2 separate regions of the Zea mays genome follow, and region 2 is linked to region 1. Evidence: chromatin contacts called from public Hi-C data. All regions are on one chromosome and are shown on one strand. Each heading gives the region's core, a stretch centred on a gene start, on an enhancer-like site or on the middle of the called end of the contact. The rest is flanking DNA. Distances are from core to core; before and after follow the strand shown.

Evidence for each region. Hi-C and Micro-C count contacts between places; a contact is called where the count stands out from the background.
Region 2: a contact with region 1 is called in a Hi-C map of leaf, with 4 times the contacts expected there. The contact joins the promoter of LOC100383529 here to the enhancer-like site in region 1. A contact is called at or near these places in 3 of 25 Hi-C or Micro-C datasets (ear, leaf and tassel).

What each region holds. Positions count from the first base shown.
Region 1 is chr7:173,976,223-173,982,489 of Zm-B73-REFERENCE-NAM-5.0, reverse strand. No RefSeq gene overlaps it. Among protein-coding and RNA genes, the nearest start is that of LOC103633411, 37 kb to the right of the region's middle. Within about 2 kb of position 1,364, at least 14 of the 20 cell types and tissues checked have an H3K27ac peak or open chromatin away from gene starts, as enhancers often do. A contact at or near this core is called in ear, leaf and tassel, where this site is marked.
Region 2 is chr7:174,065,875-174,072,330 of Zm-B73-REFERENCE-NAM-5.0, reverse strand. It overlaps LOC100383529 (Acidic leucine-rich nuclear phosphoprotein 32-related protein), which reads right to left and starts at 3,594. Exons shown (of 2, transcript NM_001176177.1): 1 at 2,323-3,594; 2 at 259-738. The coding sequence starts at 3,516. The coding sequence ends at 481.

The sequences.
Region 1 (6,267 bases), core at 115-2,614:
TTATTTTATTTTGTGTTTATATTTCATAAGAAGTTCCATGATATATTTTTTGTATACGACATTGCTCTTGTGGGAGTGAACTATTTTTTGAAATTAAATGGTACAATATTAGCATTTTAACTATTTTCACAACTTGCATAGAGCATTTATGTTATTTAGTGGTGGGGAATAACTTTGTTATGCAATGGGGTGCTTTGACATCTTGTCATCTTCATATGTAAAGAATTCTTGCTGCGAAAATATAGAGAAAAAAGTCTGATCTTTGAATAGGTAAAATAATGGATTTAAAGTACCCAAATCAATTGGGTTATCGAGAAAGCCTTCTTTGAAAGATATGTCTCATGTCTTGTATTGCATTATTCCACTTAGCAACAAGTCTGAGTTAGTCTCTTGCAACTCTTCTTTTTTATCATAAACACTCGGTCTGTTCCAAAATAGTATTAGTTTTAGTTCTAGATTTTTATGTTTATATTCAAATAGATGGTAATGAATTTAGACACATATATAAAATACATATATCAAATATTATATGAATTTAATAATTATCTAAAACGAATTTCGATTTCAATCGAAGAGAGTCTACTAGAAATAGTTTAAATAAATAGTAGTCTTTGACAACTCAACCTCTTTAATCTACTTGGATCCACTTTAATACCAATAGGAAAATCTTGAGTCATATTCGACATAGATGTCCTTATAATTAAACAGACTGTTCCAAGAACGTCATATACGAGTAGCCCAAATTATACTATTGAAAATGGGTTTCTCTAGTAGATTTAGTTTTACCATTCCTTGAAACTCTATGTCTTTCCATATAGCACCCCCAATAAAAAAAAGAACAATATCTGGTTTTAAAACATTCTATCAGATTCCTCGATTTAGACCTAGGGATAAAAACAAATACTTATTGGATATCAATTTTTTGGTTTTTTATTTGATTATAAAATAGATTCTGCTATACAAATTCGTTTACTTGTTTTTAGCACTGAGTTTGGATAGTTTGTCTTTTTGTTGTTGTAGTGAGCAAATAATGTATAAAACAATTTATTCAATATTTTATTCTTGTTTGTAACATAAGAAAAGGTCATCACCAAATTCCATACATATATTTTTAAATATTTAATTTATTCTAACAGACCGATTATTATCTACCCGATTGCATGCATTCATCACGTTTTGCTCCTATTTTTGTTTTATTTCTTTTCTCTATGCATTCGTCACGTTTGTTTGTTTGTTTGTTTTGAGAAGGATATGCATTCATCGATGTCAACGCGCGGCTGCATGCATGCCGACGGAACCGGTGTGGACGGGAGCGGAGGAAAGCCCACGCGAGCGCGGCCCATGTGAACGTCAGCGGAGGTAACGGGAGCGCGTGCAGAGGGGGCCGGCTGGGCCATGCGAACAGGAGCGGAGCCGATCGCGTACCGAACAGGTCGGCGAAACCCCGAAATCCAAATTTTGTTTCGAAATTTTGGGTAACAACTTATGAAACCCGAACTTAATTTGAGTAATTCGGATATCATAATCGAATACCCGAAATATCTAAACTTTCATATGTCATATACTCATATTATTATTAATTATTATTTTATGTATCTTATCGGGACCATAATTAGGTGTACCCTCATGACTCCTAATTCTCAGCTGGTAACCCCATCAGCACAAAGCTGCAAAGGTCTGATGGGTGCGACTAAGTCAGAGATCGGTCCATTCGAGGGACTCGGTCACGCCTCGCCCGAGCCTAGCCTCGGGCAAGGGCAGCCGACCCCGGAGGATTTCCGTCTCGCCTGAGGCCCCCCTCCAGCGACGAACATACTTTCGGCTCGCCCGAGGCCTAGTCTTCGCCAAGAAGCAACCCTGGCCAAAACGCCACGCCAACCGACCAAATCGCAGGGGCATTTAATGTAAAGGTGACCTGACACCTTTATCCTGACGCACGACCTCCAGTCGACAGAGCCGAAGTGACCGCAGTCACTTCGCCGCTCCACTAACCGGCCTGACAGAAGGACAGCGCCGCCTGCGCCGCTCCGACTGCTGTGCCACTCGACAGAGTGAGGCTGACAGGCAGTCAGGCCCGGCCTCAGGCACCATAGGAAACTCCGCTTCGCCCGACCCAGGGCTCGGACTCGGGCTCAGCCCCGGAAGACGACGAACTCCGCTCCGCCCGACCCAGGGCTCGGACTCGGGCTCAGCCCCAGAAGACGGCGAACTCCGCTCCGCCCGACCCAGGGCTCGGACTCAGGCTCAGCCCCGGAAGACGACGAACTCCGCTTCGCCCGACCCAGGGCTCGGACTCGGGCTCAGCCCCGGAAGACGACGAACTCCGCTTCGCCCGACCATAGAGCTCGGACTCAGCCCTGGCCTCCGCCGACGGTCTCCGCCTCGCCCGACCCAGGGGCTCGGACTCGACCTTGGCCTCGGAAGACAGACTCGACCTCGACCTCGGAGGAGCCTCCACATCGCCCAACCTAGGGCACGGACCGACCACGTCAACAGGAGGCGCCATCATTACCCTACCCCAAGCTGACTCAGGCTACGGGGAACAAGACCAGCGTCCCATCTGGCTCGCTGCGCCAGACAAGTAATGATGGCGCCCCACACGCTCTATGACGACAGCGGCTCCCAGCCCCCTTACGGAAGCAAGAGGACGTCAACAAGGACTCGACAGCCCCGACAGCTGTCCTTCCGCCAGGCTCCAGCGCTCCTCCGACGGCCACGACACCACACGAACCGGGTGCCAAAACCTCTCCGGCTGCCACGATGGCATGTACTTAGGGCACTAGCTCTCCTCCGCTAGACACGTTAGCACTCTGCTACACCCCCCATTGTACACCTGGATCCTCTCCTTACGCCTATAAAAGGAAGGACCAGGGCCCTCTTACAGAGGGTTGGCCGCGCGGGGAAGAGGACGGGACAGGCGCCCGCGTGAGGCCGCTCGCTCCCCTCCCGCGTGGACGCTTGTAACCCCCTACTGCAAGCGCACCCGACCCGGGCGCGGGACAAACACGAAGACCGCGGGATTCCCACCTATCTCTCTCTCGCTCCGGCTGCCTTTTTCCCCCCTTCGCGCTCCGTCTCGCGCCGACCCATCTGGGCTGGGGCACGCGGCGACATCTTCACTCGTCGGCCCAGGGACCCCCCCGGTCTCGAAACGCCGACAGTTGGCGCGCCAGGTAGGGGCCTGCTGCGTGTTGACAAATAGCTTCCCGTCAAGCTCTAGATGGGCAGTTTCCAGCAACCTTTCCAGCCCGGGACGGTGCTCCGTTTCGGGAGTCTTGAGTTCATGTCCCTCAACGGCAGCTACAGCATGATACTCCTTCCCCCGCCGTGCGACAGCGACAATGGCGACCGACAGCCCGCCCACCGGCGGCGGAATCGACGACGTCTTCCCCGCGTGGTGGAAGAACAACATTCGAGCTCACCCCGCCCTCTCCCCCGCCGACGGAGGAGGAGACAGGGCAACCAAGGCCAGGCAGGAGGCGGCACCTCGTCGGCTGTCGAGCGAGTCGACGGCGCCGGCGCCCTAACGGGGGGCACGTCGGGCATCGACCTCGCGTTTGAGACGAAGACGAGCGCCGACTCCCCGCAACACGCCAATTCCAAGCAAACGGACGACGCCAGCACGCTCGCGAAAGGCTTGTTGGGCGTCACCCTCGTACCTGAGACGACGATGCAGTCAGTCCCTGACGTGACTTCGTCACCGCCCGTCGACCAAGAGGTACCCACCGATTCCCATCTCACGCCCTTTGGATTCAGCCTCGACCCGCCAAGCGACTTCGCTTTGGCGGACGCTCTTGTAGAGGCGAGTCCAAACCCTCTGGGGTTTCGTATGCGGTCACCCTTGGACCGGCTGACAGACGTCTCGACCTACGGGCCCTCGGGGTCCGAGGAAGATGACGTGTCCGACTTCTGTTGGGATTTCTCCGGACTTGGTAACCCCAGTGCCATGCGGGACTTCATGACCGCATGCGACTACTGCCTTTCCGACTGTTTCGACAGTAGCCGCAGCCTCGGCGACGAGGACTGCGGCCCAAGTCGTGAATGTTTCCACGTCGATCTAGGGGGTCCCTCCGAAGGCAACCATCTTGGTGTGCCGGAGAACGGTGATCTCCCTAGGCCTGTGCCTCGCGTTGACATCCTACGAGAGCTAGTTGTGGTCCCCGTTTAGGCGGGGGGTCATGACCCACAGCTCGAGCAAATCCGCGGGGTGCAGGCCAGGCTCGGCGAGGGAGCAGGAACGCTTGAGCCGATCCGCCGGGACATCAGGCAGGAATGGGCGGGCCAACCTCCGGCCGGAGAAGTGCGCCATCTACCCCAGGGTATCCAGCACCGCATCACCGACGATGTCAGGGTAAGGCCGCCACCCGCTTCCAGTGGCTGCAGCAGCAATGCTTCTCCGCGCGATGCCGGAGCTATCAACCACCGAGGGGCGGCGGATTTAGGGAGAGCTCAAGAATCTCCTGGAGGGCACCGCGGTCCGACAGGCCGAAAACTCCGCCTCCCGAAGGCAGGGGTACCCCTCGGAACATCGCGCCGCGACTTCCCGATTCATGCGGGAAGCCTCGGTCCACACCGGGCGCACGCGCGACACAGCGCCTGCGGCCCTGGGTCGCCTCGGCAATGAGCACCATCACCGCGACAGTCGGGCCCACCTCGACGAGAGGGTGCGCCGAGGCTACCACCCCAGGCGTGGGGGACGCTACGACAGCGGGGAGGATCGGAGTCCCTCGCCCGAACCACCCGGTCCGCAGGCTTTCAGCCGCGCCATACGACGGGCGCCGTTCCCGACCCGGTTCCGACCCCCGACTACTATCACAAAGTACTCGGGGGGAGACGAGACCGGAACTGTGGCTCGCGGACTACCGGCTGGCCTACCAACTAGGTGGAACGGACGATGACAACCTCATCATCCGCAACCTCCCCCTGTTCCTCTCCGACACCGCTCGCGCCTGGTTGGAGCACCTGCCTCCGGGGCAGATCTCCAACTGGGACGACCTGGTCCAAGCCTTCGCCAGCAATTTCCAGGGCACGTACGTGCGCCCTGGAAACTCCTGGGACCTCTGAAGCTGCCGACAGCAGCCGGGAGAGTTCCTCCGGGACTACATCCGGCGATTCTCGAAGCAGCGCACCGAGCTGCCCAACATCACCGATTCAGATGTCATCGGCGCGTTCCTCGCCGGCACCACTTGCCGCGACCTGGTCAGCAAGCTGGGTCGCAAAACCCCCACCAGGGTGAGCGAGCTGATGGACATCGCCACCAAGTTCGCCTCTGGCCAGGAGGCGGTTGAGGCTATCTTCCGGAAGGACAAACATCCCCAGGGCCGCCCACCGGAAGACGCCCCCGAGGCGTCAACTCAGCGCGGCGCCAAGAAGAAAGGCAAGAAGAAGTCGCAAGCAAAACGCGACGCCGCCGACGCGGACCTTGTCGCCGCCGCCGAGTACAAGAACCCTCGGAAACCCCCCGGAGGTGCCAACCTCTTCGACAAGATGCTCAAGGAGACATGCCCCTATCATCAGGGGCCCGTCAAGCACACCCTTGAGGAGTGCGCCATGCTTCGGCGCCACTTCCACAGGGTTGGGCCACCCGCGGAGGGTGGCAGGGCTCGCGACGACGACAAGAAGGAAGATCACCAGGCAGGAGAGTTCCCCGAGGTCCGCGACTGCTTCATGATCTACGGTGGGCGAGCGGCAAACGCCTCGGCTCGGCACCGCAAGCAAGAGCGTCGGGAGGTCTGTTCGGTGAAGGTGGCGGCGCCAGTCTACCTAGACCGGTCCGACAAGCCCATCACCTTCGACCAAGCCGACCACCCCGACCACGTGCCGAGCCCGGGGAAATACCCGCTCGTTGTCGACCCCATCATCGGCGACGTCAGGCTCACCAAGGTCCTCATGGACGGAGGCAGCAGCCTCAACATCATCTACGCCGAGACCCTCGGGCTCCTGCGTGTTGATCTATCCTCGGTCCGGGCAGGCGTTGCGCCTTTCCACGGGATCATCCCCGGGAAGCGCGTCCAGCCCCTCGAACAACTCGACCTTCATGTCTGCTTCAGAACACCCTCCAACTTCCGAAGGGAGACCCTCACGTTCGAGGTGGTCGGGTTCCGAGGAACCTACCACACAGTACTGGGGAGGCCATGCTACGCGAAGTTCATGGCCGTCCCCAACTACACCTACCTCAAGCTCAAGATGCCGAGCCCCAACGGGGTCATCACCGTCGGCCCCACGTACAAACACGCGTTCGAATGCGACGTGGAGTGTGTGGAGTAC
Region 2 (6,456 bases), core at 2,345-4,844, 88 kb before region 1:
CTCAAGAATTCAAATGGGGGCAACGGCTACCATGGGCATTTGAAAGGGGGGGCATTTCCCGGGCTTTCTTTTGGAGGGAAACTACAGTTTGTGCAACCCTACACGGCCAGTGCAACAGAAATTTCAAAGGATGGAGGGAAGCCCCACGGTTGCAACTACCATTTGAAAGTTGGAGGGAAAAATCGAACACAAAAGGGGGCTTGCCGGCAAGGTGAGAGACTGAAGAACCGAACTGGTTACCTACTGGCCTACTAGGCTACACAAGGTGTTTCTCTCCATTACCTCCTAAAATCTGCTATTCCAAGGAGGCAGAAGCTCTCTCTCAATTCAAAGTTTTTACAAGAAAAAACAATTAAAAAGAAGACAGGGGAAACCCACCATATTTCTGTTCCTGCTGCCTCCTCCTGCTGCTGCTGATCTTGCTGCTTACTTCTAGCTGAAGAAGGGGGAGGGAGGGATCCATGTACATTGGCTGCTCCATCACTTGTGCTTGAAGGGCCTCAAGTCCTCAACACCGTCATCCTCACTGTCATCACCACTGCCTGACAGATCATCATCATCTCTCTTCCGCTTGGCTCCATGCGAGGATGAAGGCTGATCTGTGGCCCCATCATCATCGTTGTCGACTTCTTCCTTGTCCTCGTCAGCATCATCAGGGTCAACTCCATCTAATTCACTTCCAATAGCCATGGCTTGAGGCTGAGCGATTGGTTGCACAAGATATTCAGTATCTTCATCCTGAAGATAAAATTTTGCAATAAACCTTAATTAGAACCGAATTTCTTACTCCATGCCATGAAAGAAATCTCTCAAAAACTCAAACAAAAAAAATATTGTTAGAATGGACTGGAAGTGGAATGCAGATGGCCATAAATATAGACCAGATTCCTTTGTACAGAAGGCCCAGCAACTCAAGTTTTGGCAAACATGCAGATAATCAATTCTAAGCAAAAAAAAAAAACCAGATAGCATTGAGAAAACAGAATACTAATAGGCAATCTTATATACAGTACAGTTCAGGAATACTTGTTCAACATGTACCAAAAGAACCACCATCACAAGTTCACAGGCAATCCAAGATTAAGGCAACAAAATACTAAACATACACCATCGCAAGAATGATCGCATGAAATATTTTGGAGAAAAAAAACTAGATAACAAGTAGATATAGAGCTTGTTAGGGATTCGGACAATCTTTAAAGATGATGACAAGCAGGTAGTTAAGAATAGCATTTATTTAAAAAGCAACCAGTTCATGGCAGAGGCACCATTTTAATGAGCAAAGCAGTCATAAAATCTTTTGATTACACAGATTAGCAGATTTCAAAGGAACATATTATGGTAAAACGCATGGCAAGAAGAACATATATGCATTGACATGTTCAGGCACAACTCCATCAGTATTTCATCTACCATCTGAAGATGGGCAGATGACATAGGCGCGGCACAAAGTGCTCAAGTTCATCAAGAACTCCTTAAGGGCTTGTTCGGTTCGCTCGCAATCCATGTGGATGGAGTGGGTTTAAATCCCAAGCAAGTCAAATTTCTTCTTAATTTTTTTCAATCACATCCAATCCATGTGTAATGGGAATAACCGAACAAGGCCTAATGTGGTCATCACCACAAATCACAAACAATAAAAAATCTTAAACAGTAATATGGACAAGAGTGCAAAAATACAGTTGCATTGCACGAAGGGGGATATCCTAAAAATTCTAACCTCACTAAAACAGGAATAATTCACAACAGACGCATGCCAAAAAAATATGCATAAACAGATAATAGCCAAAAGGCTCTTTAAACCAAATGCATCAAGATCTATGATTGCCAAATGTAAATGCACACGAGCTAATCATCCAGCAGATCATAGACAAACAAATAAAATTTACAGACTTCCAAAACCAACATACTAATACCCCAGTCATTGTCATTTTAGGCCATACCACCATATCTACAGTTCACTAGGTATAAAAAGTTCAGATTTACCAGCACTGACTATACGCAGATAGAAGTTATAATAAAATTATTAAACCGCAGGAAAATATGCTATAGATGTGTTCAGCAACCGCCACGGTGCTCTACAGCTCTCCCGGATGATCCTAGGCAGCTCACTAGCAGATACAAGAGCAACACCGTGACAAATTAATTTCGCTAAGAGCCAACTTTCACAATACTATACTAAAAAAACAAAATGCATGTTATGTCATCTGCAGTGATATAAACAAATAGATAACCGTAAAAAGATTAACAACTGAGTAAACAGGAAATTGCAATAAATGGAAAAGCACTTGAAACGCCTGCAAGAAAATCAATGTGATATACCTCATCATCCGCATCTGCGTCGTCTTCGTCGTCATCATTCCCCACCTCCAATCCCTCCTCATCCTCTTCACCAATCTCACCATTTTCATCCTCATCGTCCCCTTCTCCATGTTCATGCCCATCTATCTCTTCTCCTTCATCCTCGCCTGTCATCATGGCAACCCTACCACTGCTCTGTGGCTCCGCCTCTTCACCTTCATCCTCAACCTCCTCCTCTTCTTCATCATCTTCGTCCTCATCCTCTTCTTCCTCATCCTCCTCCACGCCATCTTCCTCCTCGTCACTACTTGGTACATCATGCACCTCCACAACAGCATCCTCGTCATCAACATCCTCATCAATCTCCTCCCCCAAATCCTCCTCCTCAAAGTCATCGTCGTCGTCGTCATCTTCCTCCACGTCCTCATCCTCCTCGCCACGGGCTTCGCCAGCAGCCGCGACACGAAACCCGTTTGCGCCATGGCTGTGCTCGACACCACCGTTCGGGATGACCTCGTCAGCGTCGCTCTCCTCCTCGTCCACATCGATCACCCCATTCACCTCCACCGGGTGCGAGGGCACGCCCGCGCGCGCATGGGCGACGCCGCCGTTCGCTACCTCGCCGCTCCCAGGGTCTTCCTCGTCTTCTTCATCTTCGTCATCATCGTCGCCATCGCCCTCGCCATCGCCCTCGCCGTCGTCATCGTCGTCATCGGACTCGGGGCGCTCGTTCTCGTCGGCATCCATCTTGTCCAGGTATTTGAGCGTCCGGATCATCTCGAAGACCCTGGATCTGTAGTCCTTGACACGGGTAACGGGGCACTCGTAGAGGTCGAGCGAGACGAGGCGCAGGTCGGCGAGTGGCGCGAGGTCGTCAACGTCCTGGATGCGGTTGTTGCTGAGGTCGAGGTCCCGCAGCGAGGACAGGCCAGCGGCGACGAGGTGGTCGAGACCGCCGGCGATGCGGTTGTCGGAGAGGGTGAGCCGCGTGAGGTTCCGCAGCCGCGGGAAACCCTCGAGCGACGTGACCCCGACGCCAGCGATCGAAAGGTGCTCCAGGCTCTGGTGCCGCTCCAGTATCTCTGCCGCCGGCAGCCGCCCGTGCGTGCACTTGACGGCGCCGTCAAGCGTCAGGCTCCGCGCCGGCGACGAGCTCCCCTCGCCGCCGGCGTGCAGCGCCGCCTCCACCGCCCGCTCCCATGCCTCGTCCACCATCTCTTCTTCCCCCTTCTGCCAGTAATAAATTATTAATTGTTTTTTTTCCACGGAAGTGTTTGGATGCGAGGGGATTTGAAATACAGAGTGATCTTATACGGGGTGGGTGTTTTCCTCGCCATTGGGGGAAGAGGGGAGCGGTTCACGGGGCGCGCCCTGGACCAGGCGCAGGGAGGTTGGCTAGTGGGTCTCGCGCGCGGCCAATGCGAGTGCTCGGATCGAGAGGCGCGGATCGCTGACGTGGCGGTATCCGAGGGGCGTGTGTTTCTTTTGAGAGGGGGTGGGTGGAGAGCGGGCCGGAGAGCGGGAGAGACGTGGTGGGCTGGATGATGCCAAAAGCATCTTTTTCTCCTGCCTTGTTTTTCTTTTTTTTTCGTCTCTGTTTTTTTAGCACGAGATATTATTAGTTAATTGCTGGGCCCAGGCGTACCTCGGGTTTGGGTATTGGACATCACTGACAGAGCTGGCCAAGATATATGGGCCCACAGTGGAAGTGGCTTGATAGCAAACAGTTCAGAAATAGACAGCTCTGAGCCGAGTACCGTGCGATTACATCGAGGCAGCGTAGGCCGTCGGATTGGTGTGGACTTGCGTCTAGTTTCTTCTGCCTACCCTTTACCCGGTGCGGTGGAGTAGAGGGCCGCGCAGACTGGCAGTGGGGCCCCCGGAGGGCGGCTGGCCCTGACAGTTTGGCACTAGTTGATGTGGATCCGGCTCAGCGTTGGACTGGTCTGCAGTGGCGACGGTTTGGGGAACACGGCACGTCCCGGGTTGAGAGTTGAGAGTTGAGAGGATCTTTGCAGGGGTGTTATAAAATATTATATTTGTGATCAATTCAAGGGGTGCGACAGATGATTCTTAAGGATACATTTTTTGACAATGTACTCCTTCATATATATATAAATATAATCTCTGTTGTAATAAAGGAAAAACTGTCATTTGCACTATTCTCTCGAATCTCGTTTTCACTGAACTGTAATACGTTATCAGCACTGCTCGTGATAACAGAGAGAAGTTGCGGTTGGAGGGAAGAACAGAAGGGGAAGAACACTCGCTGTTTTTGACAAGATTGGAGGGCTCGGCCTCTAGAACGACAGGAATGTATGGAATCTATCGTTCCTCTTTGCGCTCGGCCTCTAGTACTTTGTTGTGTCGCAGGTTACCAAGATAATTAGAGACGAGGGGGCAGGTTGTTGTGCTTGCAAGTATCTGTTGCAGATGTTGTTCATGCCTAATGTTGATGCCCCTTTTTTCATACTGTTGTGTTTGGATGGTGTACCACCACTGTTTTACAACAGTTTGGCCCTTGGAATTGCTACTGCTAAAACTTCGTTCCTCTGAGAAGACCTTTTGTTTTTGCATTCCCAACCGAGACAGCGAAGTACTTGTATTATTACATTGTGTTTGTAACATATGTATTTGGTGTAGGAAAATAAAGAAACTGCATTGCCCGTTCTTGTTCCATCCGTATTTCATTATTTGTTGAGGACCTGCTTGCGATCTTTCTCAATTTTGGTGTCTTTTTTACTGTTGTATCTCACACGGTTGAATCACGAAGGCCCAATCTTTGAAACGTCTGTCACATGTTTAAATGTTTGAAAATTTAATGGTTCTATGCATTCATAATTGGTATAAATCTTAGGGTTGGGAATCAGATACGTTCTATATACGTAGCCAAATCAGCTTTTGTTACAAGAAAAATACAATACAATATCGCTACTGCGCTTCAGATGCTTGAAAAAGTATTAGGGTTTCAAGTGACTCGCTTGTGCTCCATGAAGTTAGAAAATTGCCAATCTACCTTGTTTGGTTTGTTTGGAATTGCTGAAAACGCACCATTGTATTAGGTTTGTTCTTTTCAACTGCTAGTGAGGTTTTAGGCATTGTGTCATTAAAGGTATTTAGTATGAGCTGCAGACACCGTACTTGAGCACCAACTGGGCAATACAAAGTCGTCAGACGCAATCATGCATGTCATCCACCTCTGCATGAGCTACAGACTCGTGAACTACAAGCCTTAATCACAGTCACACCTACAGTCCAAAATAAATGCTCAACCAACCAACCCACACTGCTCCTACGTCGTGCTATATCAATGCATTGGACCATTTTACAATTTAGTTTTAAATATTTTCTAATGATAAAAGGTTTTGATGGAGCCAGTCGTATTGAACCGTGAAAGAGTTGCATTGGACAAGAAAAAAGGATGGCTATGTAAGTTATATTATAAACAATAGTTAACACAAGATTTTGCTATCAAATTTATGAATGTTATTTAGTCGCATGTTTAATATAGCTTCAAGTTGTTCGACGACTATAGCGATACATATTTTTATGGGCTACAACGGAAGTATAGTATTGTCGCTCGAGTTGAAGTTAAATTCCCGATGGAACCACGTTATCGTGACAGGCAACATTACATTTTGTGTGACATCAATGCAAGACTCATACAAGCGCGGAATAGTGTGCTGATGGGGCACAAGGGTAACACATGCTCAGGTCTTAACTTGTTTAGCTTCCGAGCAAACTTTCTCCATACCTCCAAGAAACTATAAGATTCGATCAGATATGTGTCGATGCTCATCTCAGCGTACTCCCGTTGCAACGCACGGACACACACCTAGTAAAATATTATATTTGTGATCAATTCAAGGGGTGCGACAGATGATTCTCAAGGGATACATCTTTTGAGAATGCACTCCTTCATATGTATATAAATATAATCTCTGTTGTAATAAAGGAACAACTGTTATTTGCACTATTCTCTCGAATCTCGTTTTCACTGAACTGTAATACGTTATCAGCACTGCTCGTGAGAACTGAGAGAAGTTGCGGTTGGAGGGAAGAACAGAAGGGGAAGAACACTCGCTGTTTTTGACAAGATTGGAGGGCTCGGCCTCTAGAACAACAGGAATGTATGGAATCTATCATTCCTCTTTG